Regions from separate parts of the Sus scrofa genome. Here all the other regions are linked to region 3. A link is a contact called in public Hi-C and HiChIP or PLAC-seq data. All regions are on one chromosome and are shown on one strand. The core of a region is the stretch at or near the end of the contact, and the rest is flanking DNA. Distances in the headings are between cores, read along the strand shown.

The links. A called contact is a pair of places that touch in the nucleus more often than the background predicts. HiChIP or PLAC-seq counts read pairs in DNA pulled down with a chosen protein or histone mark.
Region 1: a contact with region 3 is called in a Hi-C map of skeletal muscle, with 3 times the contacts expected there. The contact joins the promoter of GH1 here to the promoter of ICAM2 in region 3. A contact is called at or near these places in 16 of 47 Hi-C or Micro-C datasets (blood, embryonic fibroblasts, epiblast stem cells and 9 more) and 2 of 2 datasets of contacts at active chromatin or transcription factors (alveolar macrophages and skeletal muscle).
Region 2: an H3K27ac HiChIP or PLAC-seq map of alveolar macrophages shows a contact between it and region 3. The contact joins the promoter of LOC100512920 here to the promoter of ICAM2 in region 3. A contact is called at or near these places in 6 of 47 Hi-C or Micro-C datasets (blood, heart right ventricle, liver and 2 more) and 2 of 2 datasets of contacts at active chromatin or transcription factors (alveolar macrophages and skeletal muscle).

Annotation. Positions count from the first base shown.
Region 1 is chr12:15,061,983-15,066,765 of Sscrofa11.1, reverse strand. GH1 (growth hormone 1) reads right to left here and starts at 1,801. Exons shown (of 5, transcript NM_213869.1): 1 at 1,733-1,801; 2 at 1,328-1,488; 3 at 1,001-1,117; 4 at 649-810; 5 at 68-371. The coding sequence starts at 1,742. The coding sequence ends at 171.
Region 2 is chr12:15,084,489-15,088,903 of Sscrofa11.1, reverse strand. LOC100512920 (intercellular adhesion molecule 5) reads left to right here and starts at 1,834. Exons shown (of 8, transcript XM_013980848.2): 1 at 1,834-3,098.
Region 3 is chr12:14,984,972-14,989,474 of Sscrofa11.1, reverse strand. It overlaps ICAM2 (intercellular adhesion molecule 2), which reads right to left and starts at 2,839. Exons shown (of 5, transcript NM_001001631.1): 1 at 2,757-2,839; 2 at 518-781. The coding sequence starts at 2,817.

The DNA of each region.
Region 1 (4,783 bases), core at 552-3,051, 78 kb before region 3:
TCCCACCCCCACCCCTTGCCCTACTGCCCCACCTCCCTCCATCGCAGAGTGACACCTACTCAGACAATACGATGCAACCTGGTTTTATTAGGAAAGGACAGCAGGCATTGGGGTGGCACTTTCCAGGGTCAGGGGAGGTACTGGGGAGGGGCAACAGAGATGCCCAGCAACTAGAAGGCACAGCTGCTCTCCACGAAGCGGCGACACTTCATGACCCGCAGGTATGTCTCAGCCTTGTGCAGGTCCTTCTTGAAGCAGGAGAGCAGCCCGTAGTTCTTAAGCAGCGCGTCATCACTGCGCAAGTTTGTGTCAAATTTGTCGTAGGTTTGCTTGAGGATCTGTCCTGCCCGGGGGCTGCCATCCTCCAGCTCCTGCAAAAGGGAGAGAGAGACAGAGGCCGAGTCCTTGGCAGCGGCGCTCTCCTGTCCCCTCCGTCTTCCACCCTCCCCTCCATGCTTGGAGAAGGACAAAGAGGGAAGACTCCGCAGGGGGAAATGAGGAAAAGATTTCTCCGGGTCGAGAGTGAACTGCTACAGAGAGAGCATGGGACCCTCTCCCCCAGCCCACGTGCGTCCCCCCACCGCTCCGCTCAGCCGGGAGAGAGCCGGCATGGGCCCCAGTGTGCGGGACCCGCAGCGCCATCCCCACCCGCATCAGGGCCTGGATGCCCTCCTCCAGGTCCTTCAGCTTCTCGTAGACGCGGTCTGAGGTGCCAAACACCAGGCTGTTGGTGAAGACCCTGCTGAGGAACTGCACGGGCCCGAGCCACGACTGGATGAGCAGCAGCGAGAAGCGCAGCAGCTCCACGTCCTGCGGGCAGATGCGTGGATGGGGGGCGCTGCCTCCGCCGGTGGGCGTCCCCCTCACCACCCCGCCCTCTGCCACCATCACCCCCACCAGCTCGGGGAGAAGGCCGCCCAAGGCCCTGATGATGAGAGATGGGGCAGCCTTCTTAGGAAGAGGGAGGCCCCTGCTCCCCGGCTGGCAGGTGGCCACTCACCGATCTCTGCTGGGCCTCGTCCTTGCCCGTGGGGGCCGGGATGGTCTCCGAGAAGCAGAAGGCAGCCTGGGCGTTCTGGATGGAGTACCTCTGTCCCTCCGGGATGTAGGCGCGCTCCTGGGAGAGGGGACAGCCATCCAGGTCTACACTGGGGCGCGGTTCTCCTTGCTGCTTTTCTTGGGAATCCCCTTCAGTTTACACTCACCTGATAGCATCTTCGGTTGGCCTCAATACTCCAGAACCCCTCATTTTCCTCCCACTAGGCAGAGAGGGACGAATTCACCCCTCTCCACCACCCCCCTCCAGCACCCTCCCTGGGGAGCTTACAAACTCCTTGTAGGTGTCAGCAGCCAGTTGGTGCAGGTGCTGGGCCCGGAGCACGGCGTTGGCAAATAGGCTGGACAAGGGCATGGCTGGGAAGGCGCCCACCTCCCGAGTCCAGGGCAGGCAGAGCAGGGCGAAAGCCAGGAGCGCGGAGGTCCGAGGGCCTAGAGACCAGGAGGGCCCGTGAGAGAGGGATCCCAGAGACAAGAGGCCTGGGCTCCACCAGCCCTGTCCCTTCTCCTCCCCCTCCCCCAGGGACATTTAAAACTTGGCCTCATATCTAGGAGTAGATATCCATGCTCACATTCGGAAACCCCAAAGCCCAAGGTTGGTGCCCCATCCATCTGCATGGCCCCCACGTCACCCTTCAGAACACACCAAGCCCACTGGGATTTTAGGGGCACTTGCCTGCAGCCATCACAGCCGGTGAGCTGTCCACAGGTCCCTGAGTGGTCTGGGGAGCTGGGTCCTGGGATTCTGGAATTGGTCCCTTTTGGGCCCTTTTTATACCCTGGCCTCTTCTCTCTCCCTCTGCCCCCACCTATTTTCTCTATACATTTATGCATGGCCCACTGGCAGGCATGTGCTAATGGATAATTTAGAACCTCCTCCCACTCATCCTGTTCCCGCTCCTCCTCTGGGGTCATGTCCCCCGGGTCCGTCAACTTCCCCTCCCCACTGTCACCAGCCCCGAGAGCTGTCGTACACACAGGGTCTCAGCTTGAGAGACCACCCGATCTGTCCTTTTTTCAAGGGGAAGGTGGCAGACGCGCTCTGGCAGGGTGTCATGGTGGGGTTGTCCACCAGGATGAGGAGGGCCCATGCTGGTCCCCAAAAAGGGACAATATTCAGATGGATGGATGAACCCTGAGAGCTAGGCTGATGCTTCCTCACTCTTTACACCTTTACTCCTCCCTGCACTGATGCCCTCCAGCCACCAGAAAGAATGTGTGTGTTGGGAAAGGGGGCCAAGGAGAGCACTCAGTTCCGGGGTTTCTGGGCATGGATTCCAGCTTTGCCCCATCACCATCCTCCTGCCTGCCACCTGACGTGGCCTGAGGCCCAGCTGGATGCAGTGCTAACATTGACCACTAGAGGGCCCCAGCTCTATGCTTTCCCTGAGCCTAGGGGCTCCCGCAGGTGGGTGGGACAAAGGACCAAAACTTGAAGTATTGCCTCTGACCCTGGGATCCGTCACAGAGATCCTGGGAACAAACACTGCCCACAAGTGTTTCCTCCTGTAGCCCTGTCCCCATCAGAGAATCTCAATGTTGGAAGAGTCCTTGAGGGCTTGAGGCTCACCCCCAGCACTGGAGTTTGGGCACAGCACCCTGAAAGATGCCCTCTCCAGCCACTGTGGTCTCCTACAAGTCTGTCTTCTCCTTAGTAGCTGTGTTGTGCATATCAGGTTGCGAAGAGCGTGCCTGTGCCATCTCACATTAGACCCTCGCGACCACCTAGTGAAGGAGGGATCCTTATCACCCCATTTAACAGAGGAGGAGACTGAGGCTCAGAGAGGCTTACTTTTTTTTTAAGGGCCGCATTAGCAGCATGTGGAAGTTCCCAGGCTAGGGGTCCTACCCCACAGCCACAGCCATGCCGGATACTTAACCCACTGAGCAAGGCCAAGGATTGAACACGCGTCCTCACGAATGCTAGTCAGGTTTGTTACCACGGAGCCACGACAGGCACTCCTCAGAGAGGCTTACATGTTACAGCTTCCTAAGCCCTTTCTTCAAAGCAGACTGGATGGGTGCCACTCTATTTTTTAAAACTTCTAGATCCCTCAGATCACAAGGATCCTGCCACTAGTCGCAAGAGTGCCTTCGCCTCATTTAGTCCTCCTTCAAGAGTCAGATTGCTGTCCATCCATTTTCCAGATAAAAACAGCCCAGAGACACGGGGTGTATGGTGGAGACCACACAGCAGGGCAAAGCTAGGGTCAGGAAAGCTAGGGCTGCAGGTGCCCAGGGTTGGGGCCACTTCAGCATCGGGAGGTCATCAGTATCAAACTGTCTCCAGGGATAAGAGCACTTCCTCTCAGTTTAAACCGTTGAGTGGAAGAACATTTAGCACTCGACTCTGTGGGAAAACAAACCAACAAGCAAAGCTTTCTGGAGGTGGTTGATTATGGTGTTGGCACCCGGTGTGGAAAAGTCACCCCCCTCCCCATGGTCCAGAACCTGAGAGCTTGCACCTTGCAACATCCGCCCCCCTTTTAGGATCAGAGGATAGAGTTGTCTTTTCTTCCATCTTGAACCATTGCCCATCTGTGCTCCTGATTCGCTATCTGCTAAGAAGGACACCGGGATCTCCAGGACCTGTCCCCAGGCAGTCCCCCAGGAGGACTAGGAGGAGTGTCATTATAGGCTCAGAGGAAGGTGAGGCCACAAGAAAGGTGAGGACCCTCCTTTCCTCTCCTTCCAGCTCCACCAAAGGGGAGGAGCCCAGCGGGAAGCGGGGGAGGGTCTCTGAGCCCCATGCGGTGTTCTGCCCCCTTGAAACATCTTTCTTCTCTGTCACCTGGGGGAAGGGGCACTGAGGTGGAACCTCCCATGACAGGCCTCTAGCTAATGCTAGGGGACTAGTATGTGAACTGTGGACCATGCGAGAAGCCTCAGGTCTCCCCTAGGAGTTAGGGTGCAGGAGCCCAAGTTGGGGACTGCTCAAGAGCCACACAAGTTGGGCACCAGCGAGGTGTGGCTGAGGCTCCTACCAGTCAGGTTACTGCCAAGAACAGGTAGGACCAGCCAGAGCAAGGGCACGTATCCTCTCGCCAGCCCACTTCTGCTTGGCCCACGCAATGCTGGGGATCCCTGGGATACACTTTCATAACAGGTTACCACGATGGCAGCCATCGGACCCAAAGAGGGAAGAACCGAAGAGTGTGGAGGTGGGTACCCGGATCCTTTTCTCTCGTCTAGAAAAGGTCTTTTCGAGGCGCTTTAGTCATGGAGACATATACATAATTCATTGCTAGTAGAAGAGAAACTTTGAATTGGACCTGAGATTTTCCCACCAGTGGGAGTCACCCAGCCTTTCTTGTGGCACCATCTGGGACCAGATGCCTGGCTTCTCCAGGCTCAGAGACTGCGCACAGCGGCCTCTGCATGGTGGCCAGCGGGGAGAGGCTGTGATCTGTATCTCCAGCGTCAGCCTCAAAGGGTTCAGGATGAAGCTCCCATCATCTTGGGATCCACAGATTTCAGTGTGTTTGGAACTCCTTTCATATTTCCAGAATTGGCCAGCCCTGGGGTTCTCTGTACCTATTGTAGCAACCCACAGTTCTCCTCTTGATCTGAAAGTGGCCTATTTCAGACTTCAAGAACCCCTCTGAGGTTCAATTCCCTGGGGCTTGGGGCCGTCGCATTAATTACAGGCATACTTGTCCTTACCTTAGGCGCAGCCTCAGAGCGGCTGGTGGCAGCTCTTTCCAAGCCCCTCTTGGTCACTTGGGGT
Region 2 (4,415 bases), core at 585-3,084, 100 kb before region 3:
CTTGGCCCAGGTAGTTCCTTGTGGGGGGACTGGGTTATAGAAACAGCAGGTTTAAACATGACAAAAAGCAGGAGAAACCCCAGCTCGAGAGCTATCCTCTTCTGAACCTGCATCGCTCATTCGACTTTTTTTTAAACTTGGTTTCTGGGCTCCCCAAATATGCTGCTTCCCTGATCCCTCAAAACTCTCTTTCTCCCTTACCTGCTCTTTAGTCCTGGGGCTGTCTATGCCTGACTCAGAGCAACTTGTTTATAGAGGCTAAATCACTAGTTAGGATCAGTATAGTCTTTATGTATATAGTTTCGGCATAGTCTTAACCAGAATTAGAAGAGTATATAAATAAAGGGTTAAACATGAGGAGTCAGTACTAAGTGAATCAACCTTGTTGGCCCATCAGAGTCAAGGTGAGGATAAGATCTGAGCTAGGGAGTAAACAAAGAAAAATCCAGGAATCCAGGTGGAAGGTCACTAGTCAATAAACCCAAGAGAGTGAGAGTATAAAGCTCAAGAAAGATTTGGGAGTCAAAGTTAACTGTTATGGTTAAGCTGGTTTTAACCTTCTGCCCAGATGCTTTAACTCCTGATTGGGACCAACTTGGAACAGAGTTCTGGGAAGGGGAAGCAGAGGTAATTTTTATCAGAGTTATTTCCTGAGCAGGCATTGTTTCTGCACTGTCCTGGAGTTCACACTGGAGGAGTGTGTGGATGGAGACAAGAGCCCCAAACAAAAGCCACAGCACAATATGATGAGTGCTCTTAGACCAGTTTAGATCTAGTGCTATGGAAGACAGAAAAGAGAACAACAAATTGACAATGGCAGTTGGAGGGTGGGGGATAAGAAATCATGGAAAAGTCCAGAAGCAGTGACATTTAGTTGACCTTGAAGAATAAACAGACTCTTGCATAGCAGAGAACTGGGGAAGAGCACTTATTCATTTAATAAATATGTATTGAGTACTTAACTTTGTGCCAGGTATAGTTCCAGGCAGTGGGGATGCAGTGGCAAACAAGACAAAGTCCCAGCCTTAAAGGAGCTTATATTCTAGTGACATCATAGGCAGAAGAACCACCGTGTGAAAGGCATGTTCAGGGAGGGGCAAGTTCAAATGTGGCTTGATGGCAGAATACATGAGATGTTGCTGGACAATAAAGCTAGAGAGGTAGGAGAACAGAGAATAAAGAGCCGATTATGCCATTTTTAGATAAGACTCTTTTGTAAGCCATAAATATTGTGTGTGGTGTGTGTGTGTGTGTGTGTGTGTGTGTGTGTGTGTGTCTTTTTAGGGCCACACCCACGGCATATGGTGGTTCCCAGGCTAGGAGTCTAATGAGAGCTGTAGTTGCTGGCTTACGCTTCAGCCACAGCAACGCCAGATCCAAGCTGTGTCTGCAACCTACACCACAGCTCACGACAACGCCAGATCCTGACTGGATGAGAGAGGCCAGGGATTGAACCCGCAACCTCATGGCTCCTAGTCGGATTCATTTCCACCGAGTCACGACGAGAACTCCGGCTTTTAAGACTTTAGAAACACTTTCTGCCAAAGAAAACTTGCAAGGTCACACAATCTTAAAAACAACAACAAGAAGAAAAAAAACCAATGAAATTAGAGCACCTGTGAGGGTTCCCCCTGGGGCTCAGTGGTAATGAACTCTACTAGTATCCATAAAGACTCAAGTTCGATCCCTGGCCTCACCCAGTGGGTTAAGGATCCAGTATTGCCATGAGCAGCGGTGTAGATCACAAACACAACTCAGATCTGGCAATGCCGTGGCTGTGGTGTAGATTGGCAGCTACAGGTCCAATTCAACCCCTAGCCTGGGAATCTCCATATGCCCCCAGCGCAGCCCTAAAAGGACAAAAGACAAAATAAAAAATAAAAAATAAAAAGGACTTAGACTGGCCACCAAAATTGCCAACAATAATTTCCCCGCCTGCCACCCCCATATAGAGAATAGTAAGGCCTCTCTAAATCTGTGTCCTCATCCATAATATAGGGTTAAATATAGTGCCTCCTTGCTTGAAGGTAGTTCAATTAAATGAAATAGATGCATGTAATGATTGCCCTCCTGAAGAAAAACAAAAAAACCCCAAATCCTCAAACTTCACTACACCAAGAAACTCAGCCCATGCCTCATGACCTTTCCAAGCAAGGACTTTCAGAGAGCCCAAGCCTCAACAGGATGCCGCCCATGTGAATGGCCAGATTTGGGCTCAGGGAAAGTGTTCTGAGACTCCACCCTGGGAGACATTTGATGTGGAAGATGAGGAACGAGGTCCTGGGGAGAACAAAAGCAACAGAGGAGGTTTTACACGCTCACCCTCATTTTTCATGTCTTATTAATAGGTCCCGGCGGGGAGGCAAGCGCACAGGCACCTTTGGTAGGAAGTGAGGCCGGAAACGCTGGTTCGCTCAAGCGTGTTACTTGTATGTGGAGAGCAGGGGGCGTGGCGCCGAAAAGGCTTAAGAGACCATGGCCGAAAGTCCTTCCGAACCCCTTTCCCACCCAACTCAGGAAGCGCTTGGAGTCCGGGGAGCATTTTTGTCCGTGTGACTAACGACTGCTTGACTTCGAGCCGGCCTCAAGACCCAAGGCGGGAATGAGGGTGCGCGCGCAGTCCCCTCCGCGGCAGGAGTGCACGTGTTCAGGCCGCACCACCAGACCAAAAGGCACAGGGGTGCCCACAATTCCTTATTTTCCTTATAGAGATCACATTTGCGACGACCAACCTTTATCTCTTGTTTTCACATTATTTTATGCGGTAGCCATCACCTTGAGTCAAATATACGCTCTCTGCCAGGCGGGATACAGGTTTTCCTACTCTCATCTTCCCCACAATCCCCTCCTGTCGTTCTAGCTTCCTTCCCGCCCCCCCCAGTCTCAGCCAACCCTCGCTAAGCTTCTGCGTAGACGTCACGAGTTTCTAGGCAGATCATGAAAATCCTCGCGGCCGGGAGCGTCTTCGTGCGCCCTCGCCCGGCAGTGCCTACCTAACGGTCTGAACGCGTGGCTGGCGCCTGAGAGCGAAGCGCGCGAGGCCGCCCAGCGACCGAAGCGGCTGGAGCATCGAGGAGTGGTCCTCAGTGAGAATTTAGGTCTGGTTTTTTTTGCTTTGTTTTGTTTTGTTTTGTTTGGATAGGTTCATACCGGTTTCCTGTCAGATCCGTAGGGGGGGGGGGGGAGTCTGGCCTCCTGACAGGCGTCTCCTCACACTCAAAGGATGAGGAGCACACATTGAAGTATTTTCCCTACATAGTTAAAAAATTTTCGGAGTTCCCGTCGTGGCTCAGTGGTTAACGAATCCGACTAGGAACCATGAGGTTGAGGGTTCGATCCCTGGCCTTGCTCAGTGAGTTAAGGATCTGGCGTTGCCGTGAGCTGTGGTGTAGGTCTCAGACGCGGCTCGGATCCCGCGTTGCTGTGGCTCTGGTGTAGGCTGGTGGGTACAGCTCCGGTTAGACTCCTAGCCTGGGAACCTCCATATGCCACAGGAGCAGCCCAAGAAATGGCAAAAAGACAAAATAAAAAAATAATAATAATTCAAATACCATCTGCTTTTAAAACCCTTCATGGCCTTTTGGGCTGAGAGCCATGTTCAGTATGCACTGCGCAAGAAATTCTTTCCAAGCAAGAACTGACCTTCAGGCTCTGTATCTGAGCAGTGGGCACAACTCTTCACTGAAATATTTGTAAATATTTTATCTAGTTCATTCATTCATTTATAATCTTTGGACACCTGCAACCATTCCCAGTGCTTGGGATCCCTCAGGTGAAAAAGGCCCTGCCCTCATGGGGCTTACAGTCAGGCCAGAAGCAGATAGGACTCCCAGGCCTAAGGGGTAAAGGGGAGTGTGGTGACAGGTGGTGCTGCTGGGGAAGAAGAAAGCAGCAGCATCAGGCGGTGTACTGTGGTGCGGCCTGGTGGTCATTGTGAGCCTTGTTGCAAAGATACATTCAACTGGGTGCGACTGGGTGAGGGAATGTTCAAGGAGTAGGAAGTGAATGCCCGGCAGAGGGGAAGAGACAGTGTTCAAAATGTGGGATGCGACTCAGGTCTGTATAAGAAACTGTCAGAAAGGCTGGGATGTAAATGGGTGCTGAGAATCCCAGATCTGGACAGGAAAACCCTTCAGTTACACAGCCAAAGCCATCATACAGCACCTGACTGTGTGCAGTGCCCCCCTTACTGCTCACTTCTCTCCCTGCAACCCTTTAATGGCTGGAGTCCAGGCCTAGAGTATCAGACATTTTAAACCCTTAATTTGGGGTGTAATCTACAGAGTAAACAAAAGGAATTTGAAGATTTAAAAATTGTTCCCTTTAGGGTTGCTTTTTTTGGCTGCATCTGAGGCAGGTGGAAGTTTCTGGGCCAGGAGTCCAAGCCGAGCCACAGCAGTGACCCAAGTCACTGC
Region 3 (4,503 bases), core at 1,590-4,089:
ATGCTGTACTGAGGAAGACTTGAGCCAAGCTGTTGAGAGAATCCCAGCTTATTCAAGGTCTCCATGGCCCATGAGCAGGTGTGATGGTCACGCCTTTGCCAAGAGCCCTCAGGGGTGGAGATAAAACCCCCAGGTGACACCTCAACCTTCTCTCCAAGAGGCGAAAGGGCCACTGGGGAGTGTGCCAGCCCTTCTGACACGGCCCCTGCTGCTTGCCCCGGGACATGGGGTGGTCGGTGGTATAGTCCTGCACGGGAAGCAGCTTTTAGATTTGTCCTAACCTTGTTTGGATCATCCTTTTCTGAGCAAACCACAAACCCAGGGCTGCCAGCAGGCTCGAGGCGGCCAGGGAAGGGGTGAGCAGATTCGGAGCCCATGGCCCTGGGGCCAGGGAGCCCGGGGAGCGGGGGGGGGCATCACGAGAGTAGCCAGCAGCAGTAAGAGAGCAGCTCTGCGTACACTGGGGAGACGCAAGCTCTGGCCTGGGGAGGAGGGTGGCCCATGGGACGGCACTCACAGAACACGCTGATGTTGAATCTCTTGATCTCCTGCCTGCCGGAGCAGGTGAAATAGCAAAGGAGGATGGTGTCCTGGGAGACATTGACCTCATACAGCTTCCACTGAGCCCCCTCTTTCAGGAGCTTCTTGGAGACGGTGGTCTCCAGACCACTGTTCTCAGGCTGAGTACAGCTGGCACTACAGTTAATCACCTGGGACCTTCCAGACTCCACCACCAGCTGCTTCGTCCACGTGGGTTTCTCGAACGCCTCCTTGCCAGACCCTGGAAGACCAGAGACACTGGGCAGCAGGTGTCCCCGCTTCCCTGCCCAGTGGAACTGCCCACGGCAGGCCATCTGATCAAGGGGTAGGGGTCCAAGGAGAAAGGCCAGGGATGGCCCCTCTGCTTCTCTCCCCTTGTTCAGAACGTATGGCCTCAAATCTAGACCCAGGAGGCTGCCCCTGTCCCCAGGCTGTCTCCCTGCCTCTGGTTGCTGTCCCTCCAGCTCGTGACCTCCAGATGAGTCTTTCTCATGCACATCTTCTAAATCCGTGGAGTGAGACCTTATTTGACCTTCATGGCCCAGCCCAAATGTCCCCTCATGAAGGCCTCTCTGAAGTGGAGGCAGCTTGTGTCCTCTGAGCCCGCATGGTCATGGGTTCGACTCTTTCCCCCCTCCGCCCTTCTCCTGCAAATCCTTTTTGAGCATCTCTTGGGTGCCAGGCACTGTTCTAGGCTCCGGGGACCCAGCAGGACCCAAGCAGACCTCACCCCACCCTTACAGAGCTCACAAAGTAAAGGAGACAGACCATAAGCAGCAAAATAGGCAGGCTGTTGCTGGTGGCAAGTGACTGGGAAGGGAAATGGGGTGCGGGTATCATGTGAAAGAGTGTGGTCAACACAGGCCTCACTGAAACACCGAGGTTTGTGCAAAGACATGAAAGAGGTTGGGGGAGCCTGGCAGGTGCCTGCGGTGGGGAGGGAACCGCCAGTGCCAGGACCTCAGGCAGGGAGGAGCCCAGGATGGCTGGAGCTCAGGGAGGAGGAAGGTGGGGGGGCAGGGGGGAGGCGAGTCAGGAAGGTCATGGGACCACTTTGCAAATGACTCACATTCCTGCTGCCTCTCCTTTGCTGCCTCTCCCATTTTGGAGTTTCTAGAGGGCAGAGCCTGGGTTTCACATGTTTCCTTTGTGCTCAGCACAATGCTCCCCCTGTGTGTGGCATCAGGCCAAGAAATGTTCCAGGCACGAAGACAGAGCCCTCGGCGCTCACCTCCCACTCAGTGATCACCAGAAGGTCCTTGATCCCCACCTGCTGGGCCTGGCCTGTGTCCTGTTGGCTCCTGCCACACCGGCATGCCCCCACTTAGCCCTCAGCTAGCAGCATAGAAAGAAGGGGCAAGAGAGGCAGGGAAAGAGAAGTTGGCGGGGTTTGTTTGTTTGTTCGTTTCTTTGGCTTTTTATGGCCACACCCGTGGCATATGGAAGTTCCCAGGCTAGGGGCTGAATCGGAGCTGTAGCCACTGGCCTACACCACAGCCACGCCAGATCTGAGCCATGTCTGCAATATACACTTCAGCTCAAGGCAACACCAGATCTTTAACCCACTGAGTGAGGCCAGGGATTGAACCCACATCCTCATGGATACTGGTGGGCCTTGTTACTGCTGAGTCACAATAGGAACTTCCAGGAAAGAGAGATTTGAATCTTGAATTTGCCCGGTGCCAGTCGTGTGGCGTTGAGCAAAGTGCTTTCTCTCTCTGAGCCTCAGTTTCTTCCTCTGGGCCAATAATCCCTTTCCTGCAGGGTTGTCATGAAAGTACATGGCAGGTGTGCTCAGCACACGGTGGCATTTTCCTTCAAGGGCCCTTTGACCCCCTCGAAGGGGTTTCATTTTCACTTTGAGTGGACCCAGAAGGTGATGCCCTCTGCTGCCCCCTAGGCCACACTGGACAACAAGCTGGGAACTCCCTTCACCTCCCGAGCATCCCGCCTAGCCCACCATTCAGTCTCCACGACCTGCCACATCCACATGCCATGAAGCTATGGGGCCTGTTGAACTGGATGCCCAAAAGGCCAGGACCCCCACCCGCTGCCCGGGGTCATGGGGAAGCCAGGCTGGAACAGCCTCCGGTACCCATGATGGGCAGCCGCTGTGTTCAAAGCCTCCGCAACTTCCAGCCCCGAAGCCAGGGGAACAGACGACCCACCCTCTGGGCTGGCAGACGCCCAGTCGGAAACCCCAGGCGCTGGCTTACCTGGGCAGCAGAGCAGGGCGAGAAAGGCCATGAACAGTCCCCAGGAATCAAAAGGGGACATCTTGAGTGGCACCCACGGGCTGGCAGGAAAGAGCTGAGGACCGCCTGGCGAGAGATGGGGGCGCAGGTCAGGGAGTGGTGGCCGGGAGCCGCAATCCGGAACCCCCAGCCATCTGTGTGCCGATGACCACACTTCCTCTCATTATTTGAGGAAGACGTGGCGCCCAGGGCTCAGGTCTATAAGCAACAGGCAGAGGAAGCTGGGAAAGAGCTGATAAGCAGGGATAACCTTGTCATCCTGGCATGCTCCCATCAGGGGACACATGTGACAGTGCTGCATGTGCACGGAGGACAGTGATGCCCACAAGCCCCAGATCTGGGGAGCCCCAAATCCCAGGGGACACACTGTCAGGGTCCCCTCTGGGAAGGGACTATCCAAAGTCAGGACCCGGCCAGGGCATGCAGTCACCATGACTAAGTGGGCAGAGAAACCCGGGCAGGAACTGCTGGTGCTTTAGTCAACTGCCTGGCACAAGTCTGCTTAAACCTGGACACTCCGCTTTCAATCTCAGCCAGCCTCTGACTCCCTGATACAAGACAACTTGAGGGCGGCACTCCCATCATGGCGCAGCGGAAATGAATCTGACTAGGAACCATGAGGTTGAGGTTCGATCCCTGGCCTTGCTCAGTGGGATAAGGATCCGGCGTTGCTGTGGCTGTGGTGTAGGCCGGCAGCTACAGCTCCGATTAGACCCCTAGCTTGGGGACCTCCATAAAAGGACAAAAGACAAAAAAAAAAAAAAAAAAAAAGACAACTTGAGGGAAACGCACTCAGCATAGTCCCCAGCAGCCCCAGCATAGTCCCCAGCAGGCGCAGACAGAAGTAACTCGGGGAGGCTTCCTGGGCTAGCTTAGGGTGCACCCCCACTCCAGACAGGGGGCCTTGATGGGGGGGGGTAGGGCTGAGGACTTGCAGTGTGTTTCTAGAGAGGCTTTGTCACCACTGAGGGCATCCCTGGAAACAGTGCGCAGGTGAGGGGGGATTCGATGGTCCGGGGTCGGGGTGGCGATCCCCCCCCAGGGAGCTTTTCATCATGATACATCCAGTCTCCGAAGGCCCCAGTTACACCCAGAGCCTCAGGACCGGCAGGGCCTGGGAGGGGCAGGAGAATAGGTCTGCTTGCTTTCTCAGGGGTGCCCCTGCTTGGTCCTTTTCAAAGAGACACCCCAGCCTTTTAAGGACTCAGGCCTCCATTCCTGGATTCAGAGGGTGGGATGAGGTCATGCCCTTCTCTTCGGCTCTGAGGCCAAAGGCCATTGCCATTGTGTGCAGCTGTCAAGTGCTGCCACTGCCAACCTGGATGCAGGGAAGTTCCTGGACAGCACTGGGTGGGCTTCAGACCATACAGAGAGAAGACGGAGAAAAGGGCAGCGCTCTCACCCCAGACCAGAGATCCGATGCCACATGGGCCTGCAGGAAACACTCCTCCAAGCCAAGCTAGACCCTGAGGAGGTAACCCCACGGGCTCCGAATAACAACATCGATAACACAGCAGTAAACATTTACTGACTACAGGTCAGACGCTGTTACAAGCACTCCACAAATATTAGCTAATTAACCCCAAACTCTATGTGGTAAGTACTGTTACTGTCCCCATGTTACAGATGGGGAAACTGAGGCCCAAAGTGATTAAGTGACTTGCCCAGGGTCCCGCACCTGGGAGAGAGGTGACTGCCGAAGCCCATC